Linked DNA regions of Mus musculus: regions 1 and 2 are each linked to region 3. A link is a contact called in public Hi-C data. All regions are on one chromosome and are shown on one strand. The core of a region is the stretch at or near the end of the contact, and the rest is flanking DNA. Distances in the headings are between cores, read along the strand shown. Region 1 overlaps Gm12679 (a long non-coding RNA gene). Region 2 overlaps Zcchc7 (zinc finger, CCHC domain containing 7). Region 3 overlaps Clta (clathrin, light polypeptide (Lca)).

Evidence for each region. A called contact is a pair of places that touch in the nucleus more often than the background predicts.
Region 1: a Hi-C map of B cells shows a contact between it and region 3, with 7 read pairs. The contact joins two enhancer-like sites.
Region 2: a Hi-C map of B cells shows a contact between it and region 3, with 6 read pairs. The contact joins two enhancer-like sites.

Annotation. Positions count from the first base shown.
Region 1 is chr4:44,971,495-44,974,940 of GRCm38.p6, forward strand. The region is part of intron 1 of Gm12679 (a long non-coding RNA gene); the gene reads right to left. Among named protein-coding and RNA genes, the nearest start is that of Gm12679, 5.4 kb to the right of the region's middle. Within about 2 kb of position 2,142, at least 60 of the 459 cell types and tissues checked have an H3K27ac peak or open chromatin away from gene starts, as enhancers often do. A contact at or near this core is called in B cells, where this site is marked.
Region 2 is chr4:44,903,893-44,907,395 of GRCm38.p6, forward strand. The region is part of intron 5 of Zcchc7 (zinc finger, CCHC domain containing 7); the gene reads left to right. Among named protein-coding and RNA genes, the nearest start is that of Gm12678, 38 kb to the right of the region's middle. Within about 2 kb of position 2,254, at least 73 of the 459 cell types and tissues checked have an H3K27ac peak or open chromatin away from gene starts, as enhancers often do. A contact at or near this core is called in B cells, where this site is marked.
Region 3 is chr4:44,014,453-44,018,063 of GRCm38.p6, forward strand. All of the region lies in intron 2 of Clta (clathrin, light polypeptide (Lca)), which reads left to right. Among named protein-coding and RNA genes, the nearest start is that of Clta, 12 kb to the left of the region's middle. Within about 2 kb of position 1,884, at least 22 of the 459 cell types and tissues checked have an H3K27ac peak or open chromatin away from gene starts, as enhancers often do. A contact at or near this core is called in B cells, where this site is marked.

The sequences.
Region 1 (3,446 bases), core at 892-3,391, 960 kb after region 3:
GTGGATCATGCTCAGAAAAAAAAAAAATCTAACAACCACTTTGGGATACATGAGAAAGAGATGATGTTGACATTTCAGCAGTCACTATATAAAGTTTTATTGGCACTCATCTGCATTATCTGAGGCAGCCTTTGTGCTTGTCACCACAGTGCTGAGGAGTTACAACAGAGACCACAGGCCTGAAAGCTGAAGACATTTACTATCCAGCCCTTTGAAGAGGAGGTGGGCTGGCCTCTGCCACATCAGCTTCATGCTTCAGGAAGAAGCAAGGTCCTAACAGAAGCAGTGTCTTGTCCAAAGCCCACAAGGAACCCTGAGTTCTGTGGCCAGTCTCAGGATTAAGTTGCTCTCCATCTTTTCTGCGTCTGGAGAGAGCATTGTTGAAAGGTTAGTGGCCCCCAAGATTTGTAGTGATGGCCATAGCCTGTAATCCCAGCACTCCAGAGGTAACAGCGGGAGGATTGCCATGAATTCAACAGCAGTCAGATCTATACAGTGAGTTCCTATCTGGACAGGACAACATAGTAAAACCCTGACTCAAAATGATGGTGGTGATGGTGGTGGTGGTGGTGATAATGATGAAACATTTGTGGGATAATCTTAAATCTTGCTGTGCATAGTGATCTCAGCTCTCATGGGGATAATGTAGGAAAATCGAGATTTTTGAGACCAGCCTGGGCTAGGGAAAATAGAACCTGCCTCAGAAATAAAATACATAAAAAGAAAAACACGCCAGACAACAGCTGTACAGACCTGTAATCAAGTACTTGGTGGGCAGAGGCAGGAGGATCATGAGTTCAAGGCCATCTTTGGCTGCACAGTAAGTTTGAGACCTGTCTAGGTACATGAGACCCTTTCGTAAAAAAATAAAAGCCGCCACTACCATAGCAACAAGAACTCATTTTAAGTTCTACTTCACATAAAGCTAATTTTGATCACAGAATATGATGTGGGCTTTTCTGCTAACGTGTGTAATAAGGGATATTCATGCAGGTGGTTAATGTTAACTGTAGTGGCATGTTGGGATAATGTTAATTGTGTTAACCATTTGTTGAACAAACAACTAGCTGTCTATAGTTACTGTTCTAATGCTAATAAGAGACACTATGACCAAGGCAATTTATGAGAGGAAACATTTAATTGGGGGGTTGCTTATACTTTCTGAGGGTTACTCCATTATCATCACAGTGGGAGAGAGAGAGAGAGAGACTGAAACTGGGATGCTGAAACCTCAAAGCCCACACCCAGTGACACACCTCCTCTAACAAGGCCACACCTCCTAATCCTTCCCAAACAGTTCATCAGCTGGGGACCTAGCATTCAAATATCTGAGGCTATGGGGCCATTCTCATTCAAACCTCCACAGTATGCATGAGGGACATTCATTCAGGTAGTAAATGTTAGTTAACTGAAACAGCACATTAGGATACATTAGGACAATGTATCCTTTTGCTAACCATGTATTGTATAAAGTTGGGAAGTACATAACTCTATATCTGAGATTTGACCTTTTGATGAGTTTACAGGTACCTGTGCAAGCCTAGTATTGAAATGCATCTTCGAGTTGTCTCCTCCTGTAGCCCCTCCCCTGGCTGGGAAAGCAGACCATACTCTGAGCTGAGCCCGTGGGTGTGGGTGCTTGGTCCACCAGGTGTCTCTAGGCAAAAGGCTCAGCTCGGCTACTCTATGCCTGAGTGTGCTGGGCAAGTGCTGGGAGAAAGCCAGGTGACAGGGATAACTTTGGGGTCTTGCAATGGGTCAAAGGCTGGACAGAGCTGAGGACAGTAGGGAACGGAGTGACACAGGACTCTGAGACAGCTGCTGGGGAGTCTAGGAGGGCTTTCAGGTTAGTACAAGCCTGCAAGCCTCCAGATTCCAGAAGTGGAGGGTGGAGCCCAGTCCGAGGATCTAACAGAAGCTAGGTGATTAGAAAAAGTCGCCAAGGACCGAGCAGGATCTGGGTTCAAATCCCTCCGCACCTCCAACAAAAGTCAGAGAGACCCAGGGCTTGCCTGCAGGGGAGGGGTTGCAGGGACTTGTGTCACAAAAGTGAGGATGAACACCAGGAGGCGGCAGAGCCCAACAAGGCTAGGAACATGCCACGGATGTATTTCGTCCCCTGGCCAGCAGGGTGCGGTGTAAGCTAATCCCACTGTGCCTCCGGCTCCTGAAGATCTGGTCCAGGACTTGGCACCTGCCGCCCACGAAGAGATCTCAGTGATTTCTCCCAACTAGACAGAAGGGCTGTGCCAGATGTCACCCAGCCAGTCTGTGGCCCCAATGTTTTGAGCAGCCAACTTCTCACGATGCCCCAGCAATGACAACAAGCTGCAAAATCTGCCTGTTTCCACAGAGCAACACCCCCACGCTCGCACATATCCCACCACGTTATCTGTAAATCCGGTCGTGGCATCGCTAGAATGACAGACTTCTCGTCTGCCTCTCACCTGCACAGTCAGGAGCCTGGGTCTACTCAGGCCTCGGGTTTGCATCTGAGTCTGGCACTGGCCAGGTTTGTTCTCCCAGAAAGAGCCCACTGTCAGCACAATACACTCTCTGTGGCTAGAGGACCGAGGCCCCGCAGTAGAGGTCCCAGCAGCGCCCTTCCATGGCTCTCCCCACCACACAGAGGGTCACTTCCTCACAGTCGACAGGAGGGCTTCTGAAGGTGATGTAATAGGGTGGACTTGCTGGAGATAAACAACCCCGCGGCCTCTAGATGCCCACCCATCATAGGCACAAGTGAGAGGGTGTGCGGGCTTTCATCCCGAGGCCACCCTGGAATCGCACCTCCCCACTCAGACTCCATGGACCTGTCATGCCCCTGTTGTCCAGCCTATGGCTGCAAGACGGCTCCTCCTGCCTCAACTAACAGCCACTTGCCCCGTGTTTCTGACTTTAAAACTCCCCGAGGAACCACACGAGGCCCTAGAAGACTGACTCCTAACCTCTGCCTCAGCGATTTCTGATTTCTTTCTGCCCCTCCTCTTTGTTGTCCAACCTCAAGGCTGGCTGGGCGGTGACCAAGCCTGGGTGTTCCTTAGCCCTTCCATCACAGACAAATCCGGTCCTTTGGCAAGCTTGATACTATGTTGCTTGCCAAAGACGGTGGCCAAGAGGTTTTTGAACTCAAGAAACTCATGGCCCAGTGTGGGGTACAGGAACCCCCAACCTCAGGCATCTTAGAGGTCTGTGGGCACTGAGAAGGGACCTTCAATTCAATATGGCTTTCCACAGGAGGCTGCTTCTGAAAAAAAAAAAAAAAAAAAAAAAAAAAAAAAAACCAGGGATTTACTGTGAAGGGAGAAGGTGTTCACAGCATTTAACATTTCTTCCATAGGGACTTACTGTACTTGAGATTAAAATGAATGTTAAGCTGGATATGATAGTGCAGGCCTGTAATTCTAACATGCCAGGGGGGGTGCATTTGGATCAGCCTGGGGTAC
Region 2 (3,503 bases), core at 1,004-3,503, 890 kb after region 3:
TAAGTAGATCTCATCTGAATGTAAAACTAAATGGATAACTTAAGTGCTAATGGTTTTGGTCTCTCCTCAACTCCCATGACGAAGGGAGTCACAAGCAGCAATATCTAAATGAAATGTCGTTTGTTCTCTCCTTTTACATTTGTTTCTGGGAGTCTTTGCTTTCCTACCAAGCTCAACCACTCTCCGATGGAGTCTCAGCTACCTTATTGATGTCCGTTTGTCCATGACCATAGAGCTTTGATAGAGTATAGAGAGTGCCACTCTCATGTGACTGTAGTCATGACTAATAACAGTTGAGCCTTGCTATTTAGCAGGCTTTGTTCTAAAGAATTAATCTTCTCAGCTCTAACCATCACAGCAGCACATTGAGAGAGTTCTGGGAGCCCTGTTTCATAAATACAAAAGCCGAGACGCAGCAGTATGTAATTTGCCTAGGACAGTAAGTAGCAGGGCCAGGATTTGAACCCAGCCTTTTCTTTGGTTCTGCATATCTAATGTTAGCTGTTGTGCTCGCATGACTCATTGTCTTCTTTTTCTCCTATTGTTTGACGTTTCATTTTCCTTAGCTAAAAGCAGTGTCAGAGAATTAGCAGCTCTTTGTAAAATAAACAAACATATGTCAGTCATCTAGAATCAGAGTATCTCCAGACATTGTGATTCCTTATTAAAAAACTCTTTTTCTAAAGAAAATGTTACATAAGAGAACTGAGTGTGTGTGAGTATATTGAGGGTCTTTTGTGATCAATTTTAAATATTTTTCTGTAAAGTAGGACAATTGCATTTCCAATAAAACTGAAATATAATTTAACAAACTTTATGCCCTTATAACTACACTTAACTTAGGAGAATACAAAAAAAGAGAATATTTTCTGCAAAAAAAAAAAATAGCTTGTTAGTTTTCCTGATTATAGAGAATTTTGAGTATAAACACTGACTAAAATTTGACTTTAAATCAAAAGTTAGTTTTATGGAGTCTAGTTCATTTGGGAAGCAGCTTTGAGGTAGTGATCAGTGAATGGATTTTCATACTTATTGCTGAAAAATATATAGATTCTGTATACATTGCCACACTATAGGTGTTGAATATATGTCTAAACCTATTTGTGTTTATGTATTTATCTCCTTACCAAGAATAGCCATTTTTATGCAAAGTAGAAATATAGTAAACAATCTTAAAACATTTTGAATTTTAATTGTAGATTTCTGTAATGTTAGACCTTAGAGCTGTCTTTATGTAGAATTTTGGTTTAAGGTAAATGTTAGAATATTCTCTTAATTTTCTTCCCTCCTAAGATAAACTCCAGCTCACATAAATATATCGGGAGAACCCCATGCATACACGGTGGTTAGGCAAGTGTTTGGACAGTTGGATGACTTGAGAGTCTTTGTGAAGAGTCTGCTGACCAGGTTTCAGTGTAGGGCTGTCCCTTGCAATGGAAGGTGCTTAAAACAGCATCAGTGTGTGGGGAGACTCACACTCACAGTCATTCCAGAGATGGGATTATTTTTCTTGCCATCACTTCTCAGTCAACAGATTTTAAACAAAATTATTCTCTTTATTTTTTTTAATTTAAGTTATTCAGCATTGATAAGCATTGCTTGTTTTATTAAATCTTTTGTTTTGCTGCAGTGACTTAAGGGGCCAGCTCTTAACAGCAGAGGCTTTGACAAAGCACCAGAGGATTCTGTTAAAAAGTTGTGTTTCGTAATTGTAGTTGTCGTGTCAGAGCCTAACTGACTTGGAGCTGAAGGATTTTTGTGAGATGAGTAGCTGTGCCAGCAGGGACCCAAGTCTCCTGGGCTGGCCGCGCTCTCATTAAGATTTGCCGCTAGCAGTGGCGGTGGTGAGCATGTATGTGACGTGCATTCTGTTATTGTATGCTTGGCTTGTCAGCCTGCAGCTTCCTGACACTCACTTATGTCACTCTTTATTCAGAGAGGAAGAAGCTTTTGATAATTTGACAAGACAAGCTCTTAAACGATCTAGGTCATGGCCTTCACTGTCTGTGATTGTGAACATATTTCCTGAAAGCCCTGTCACTCATCACAGCTACATTTTCTCCCGGGGAGCCACAGGCCTGTCCTGGTCTCTTGTCAGCTCATACATTTTGGTTATTCATATACCAAATACAGTACTGGGGGTTTTTTTCTTCCCTTTTGCAAATGCTCGCATGTTAGTAAGGCTAATCCTTTCTCCTGTGCTGTGCTCCCAGCAGGGCTGCGTTCCAGGCTCCCTCAGTACAAGGCAGACAACTGGCCGAGGGGAGCTGAGGAGGAGGAAAGGCCGCTTAGCCTTGTTTTGTGTTTGTTCATTGTTGTGGAAATATGAGAACTGGTGGCAAGGGCCTTGTCTGTTGAGCACTTGAGTCTTGGTCTGCTGTCAGGGGCTGTTTAAGATTGAGTGTTTTATTTTCTTTGATGTACGCATTTGAGAATAGGGAAGTGGGAATTAAACAACAGATGCACTAAGCCGTTGTTCTCATAAAACAATAATTAGCACCTGATAAAATTCAATATGGTTCAAAATGCACAATATAAACTCTCAATTCATCTGGCATGGCAAAGTATGTTGATTCATCTTTGAATGTTATGAATAATAACACTCAGTTATTCATGTATGTTTATTATCCAAAGTACAATAGACAGGAAAACTAGTTGGGCAAAAGTTGGCAAGCAGTGAACCACATTGCCGAAACAGATGTACGAGTGCGCTGTGTGTGTTCTGGTGTTCATCTACCTAAATGCCAGGAAGGTGGGAGCCGTGGGCCAGGACTGCATGATGATGCTGTGTGTGTTTTCACTTCAGCTGACTACCCATTCAGTCTAAATGTTTTAATCAGACCAAGTTTTCACTTGCAGTAGTTAGCTTCTTTCTTTAGAAGTTTATTCTATCTAAATTTTCCATGCTTAGCCATTCTGCTTGCTGAGAATTTTTAAAATATCTCTGTGTACAATACTCAGGAGTGTTAAAAAGAAGTCACCAAAGTTTAGCATGTAGGAAAAATAGGATTTTAAATTTTGATTAATGATTGCGGTTACATTTTGTATTTAGAATTAACATGTATGCTCTCCAATGACCTCTGCTTTGAAGTCTTTTTTAATTGTAGTACTGTTATCTAATAAAAGAGAAGAAGTTTCATATCATCCACTCCCATATCAGTCATCATCTTCCTGTACAGGGCAATCAGATGATTGTTCAAAAACTAAGGAATTCTTTATTACTAAATTGCTACTACACCAGAAAAGGTCACATGGTAGAGTAGCATTCTGCCAGTCTATGACAACTCAGTGATTGTGATTTTTCAACCATATTATTCTGAGGATACTGTGGTAATCAAGAACTATCCATAACTAATGTATAAATAACTGCTTGCTATCTCTATAGTAATTGAACTCAAATTATATGTACATAGCAAAAGTTTTATGCCAGAAGGCAGGAAGTGAGTACTTGAAGATATATCGTACATTAAGTTTTGTATGTAAGTATGTTTGAGTGTGTCATC
Region 3 (3,611 bases), core at 634-3,133:
GCCTGAAATTTGCTTTTTAGTCCTATAGAGTCCTTCCTTCATTTAATAGAAAACTGAGTCCTAGAGAGTCATGACTTGGTGAAGAAAACAGCCCCGACTCTCCCCTCCCTCAGACTGTGTATACCTCGTTCTGTTGCAGATGTTTTAGCAGGGTGTGCTTGGACGGAAGAAAGGCTTTGTGGGTGTGTCGGGAAGGCAAGAATTGGGAGAAGTAGCATCCATAGAAGAGTCTATCATTCTACGGGCAGTGTTGTATGTGTTCAGTGTCACATTTGGATCGATCGTGTAAGTGTCTGGTCTATAGTAGGTGCTCATGTGTTTGACAAATAGGTAGGCAGAAAGAGCCCTGCTAGGCAGTTGGGAGGATAAAACGGAGAGGCTGCACAGTTGTGCTTTTTTTTTTTTTCAGCAAAGGGAAGGAAAGAGGTGGTTGCTGACTTAGTTCCTGGGAAAGACGTTTTTATGAACTAAGCATTTAACGACTTAATGCCAGCTCCTGACAGTGTGTTGAGGGCAGTAATAGTGTAATCTCAGCACTTCCTCTTGGGAGTTGACAACTTTCATACTCAACACAGTAGTGGCTGGGATTCAGGCTATCCTGCTGCTTGAGGGCGAGTTTAGGCGATTTATGTAACGACTGTCACGGCTTAGCCTGCTTTCTTCTCTGTTAAGGTACATAATATATACCACAAGGTGTTTTAGAATCACATCAATTTGTCTGTGATTGCTTACTGGTGTGTAGTAAGCAGTCAGTGAATTTTAGCTACTGTTTTTCTGGAAGTAGGAAGAGGCGTTAAAAGGTTTGAAGGCAGACTGGAGAAATGGCTCAGCGGTTAAGAGCACCAACTGCTCTTCTAAAGGTCCTGAGTTCAAATCCCAGCAACCACATGGTGGCTCACAACCATCTGTAATGAGATCTGGTGCTCTCTTCTGGTGTGTCGGAAGACAGCTACAGTGTACTTACATATAATAAATAAGTCTTTAAAAAAAAAAAAGGCTTGAAGGCTTTGGGGTATACCGAGTAAATTGAAAGAGTAGGTGGGAGCTCTGCTTCATGTACTTTCCAGAGGGACAGATTAAAAAAAAAAAAAAAGACGTAAACTTGCTCCCTCTGCAGGGAAAATGCCCATGGGAGATGCCCACAGGTTAAACAGAAGGCTGGGCCAAGACATATGTTTAGGGATAGGTAACCAACCCGGTGAAGTGGCTGGGGTAGTCATGAAGAACAGATGGTTAGGAAGGAGGTGGGGCAAGTCAGATATTGAAAAATATCCCTCAGTGGTGGGGGCTGGAGGAGAGGATATAGAAAGTATTTATTGGTGGACGACAGAGCGTGTGGTCACAGGCACGGTGTTTCTGACAAGCCAAGAGAGATGAATTAAAGGTTGTTTTTCTGGAGGGAGATTAATTTTATTGGTAGAAATGGAAGAAAGAAATTAAAGAGTGTTACACATGATATTTAAATATGCTGTGCATTTACTGCATCCAAACACTCCGCATGCCTCTGGATCCATGCAGCATCCGCCAGCGAGGCTGCGGTGTCGCAGGTTTCGGATGAGACCTGGTTACTGTGCAAGCTAAGCTGTGCTCTAAGGTACAAGCTAATCCTCGGCTCAGCTAGGATGCAGCCCTAGGTCTGCCTGACTTCACTTGCTGACATAAACATAAGGTTAAAGTTGCCTTGCTCCATGGAAACTTTACTCTGCCCTTGGTTATTTTCTTCTTGCGGGGATGGGGTGGTGGTTTGAGTCAGGGTCTGTTCCTGTAGTTCTGGAACTTGCTATAAATAAGGCTGGCAGAACTCGAATCACCTGCTTCTGTCCCCGAGGTTCTGGGGCTAAAGCGTGGGCTGCTCTGCTTGAGTGGCCTCTGTGGCTTTCTGGACTTCCCTTTATTGGTTTTTTTGAGAGAGTTTCTCTGTGTAGCCCTGGCTGTACTGGAACTCACTCTGAAGATCAGGCTGGTCTATAACTCACAGAGATCTGCCCACCTCTGCCTCCCAAGGGCTGGGATTAAAGGTGTGCCCCACTCTGCCTGCCTTCTTTCTGGACTTCTTAAGATGCCTGAGAAAGTTTTCTGCATCATTGGTGTTAGTGGAGTTGTCTTAAATCAAAGTCCATAGATATAATTCCTTTGTTTCTGTAGACTGTTCTTTGACTTGGGTCATCTGATTGATGTAAGAATGAGAAGACTATCGAGATGGCTCAGGGGTTACGAGCTGCAGTTCCTAGCATCACATGGTAGCTGGAACTGCAGTTTCTGGGGATCTGATTACCTCTTCTTGTCTTTGCCGGCATTGTATACACAGTGGCCTGCATATACATACAGGCAAAGCACCCATACGCATACATAAGTCTTTAGAATGTCAGAAGAATAAAGTAATATCTAGTAAAGAGCTCAAAGCATGTGCCGGGCCAGGATGATTCCTCAGACCCAAAGGGCAGGCTGCCAGTAGTTTAGGAGTATGAGTGTGCAATGCTCTGGTTTTATTAGAGTAGTGGCCAAAGTCGTCTTTTGGCGCTGTCCCTAGGCTGAACCGTATTAACAGTGCTCGCTGTAATCTATTAACCATACTGTAGGACTGGTCGGGCTAGCCATCGGAGGCTCAGGGGTCGAAGAGTATCTCACTCTTCTACCTTACACAAAAACAGATTCCAGGTGAGACAGACATTCTTTAAAGTACCGGCAGAAACACCAGTGAGATGGCTCAGTGGGCGAAAGGCCCCCGCTGTCAAACCTGATGGCTTAAATAAAGTGTGATTAGTTATATAAAAGAAAAAAAAATGTTATTATGGGATAGCCCTTGCAGAAGCCACAGAGTAATAGTTGGTAACATTTGCTGACAAATTGAATTGAAACTCTCAGGATTAAATGTCATAAACCAAGTTGAAAAACAATATGGGGTGTTGGGATGTAGCTCAGTTGGTAGAGTGCTTGCTTAATATGCATGAAGCCCTGGGTTCAATTCCCAGTACCGTATAACCTGACTTATACAGTGGTGTAGGCCTGTATTCCCAGCACTTGGGAAGGGAGGCAGAGTATTCGAAGTTTAAGGTCATTCTCACCAACATGATGTTTTTCCATGATGTTTGAAGACAGTCTGGGCTACAGTAAAAGCCTGTGTCAATTAAACACGCGCGCACGTGCAAATGATGAACATAGGAGATGGCTCAAATCCTGCACAAGCGAGACTCTGAGTTAGATCCCAAGTACTCATGTGAAATCTGACTGCTGTGGTAGATGCCTGCAAGCCCAGAGTTGGGAGGAGACAGGATCCCTGGTGCTTGCTGGCCAACCAGCAGACCATGTCTTTAAAAATAAGGTTGAAGTCACTTGGGGGAAGATATCCAATGAGAACCCCTGAGTTCCACATGCATGCACAGGTGCACAGAGAGGCGCCTGGGGAGGGAGGTGAACAAAATGGGGGAAATACTTGCAGTATTATAGATTTATTAATAAAGAGAATTTCGAGATCAGAAGACAGTAAAAACAGGCAGATCTCAGACAGTTGAATAAAGAAGAAAGTCAGATGTCAGATACCTCGTTACCTCAGAATAGGAACCTTCACAGTAATACATACCCTGTGGCCTGGCAATTCTTCAACAAGAAAT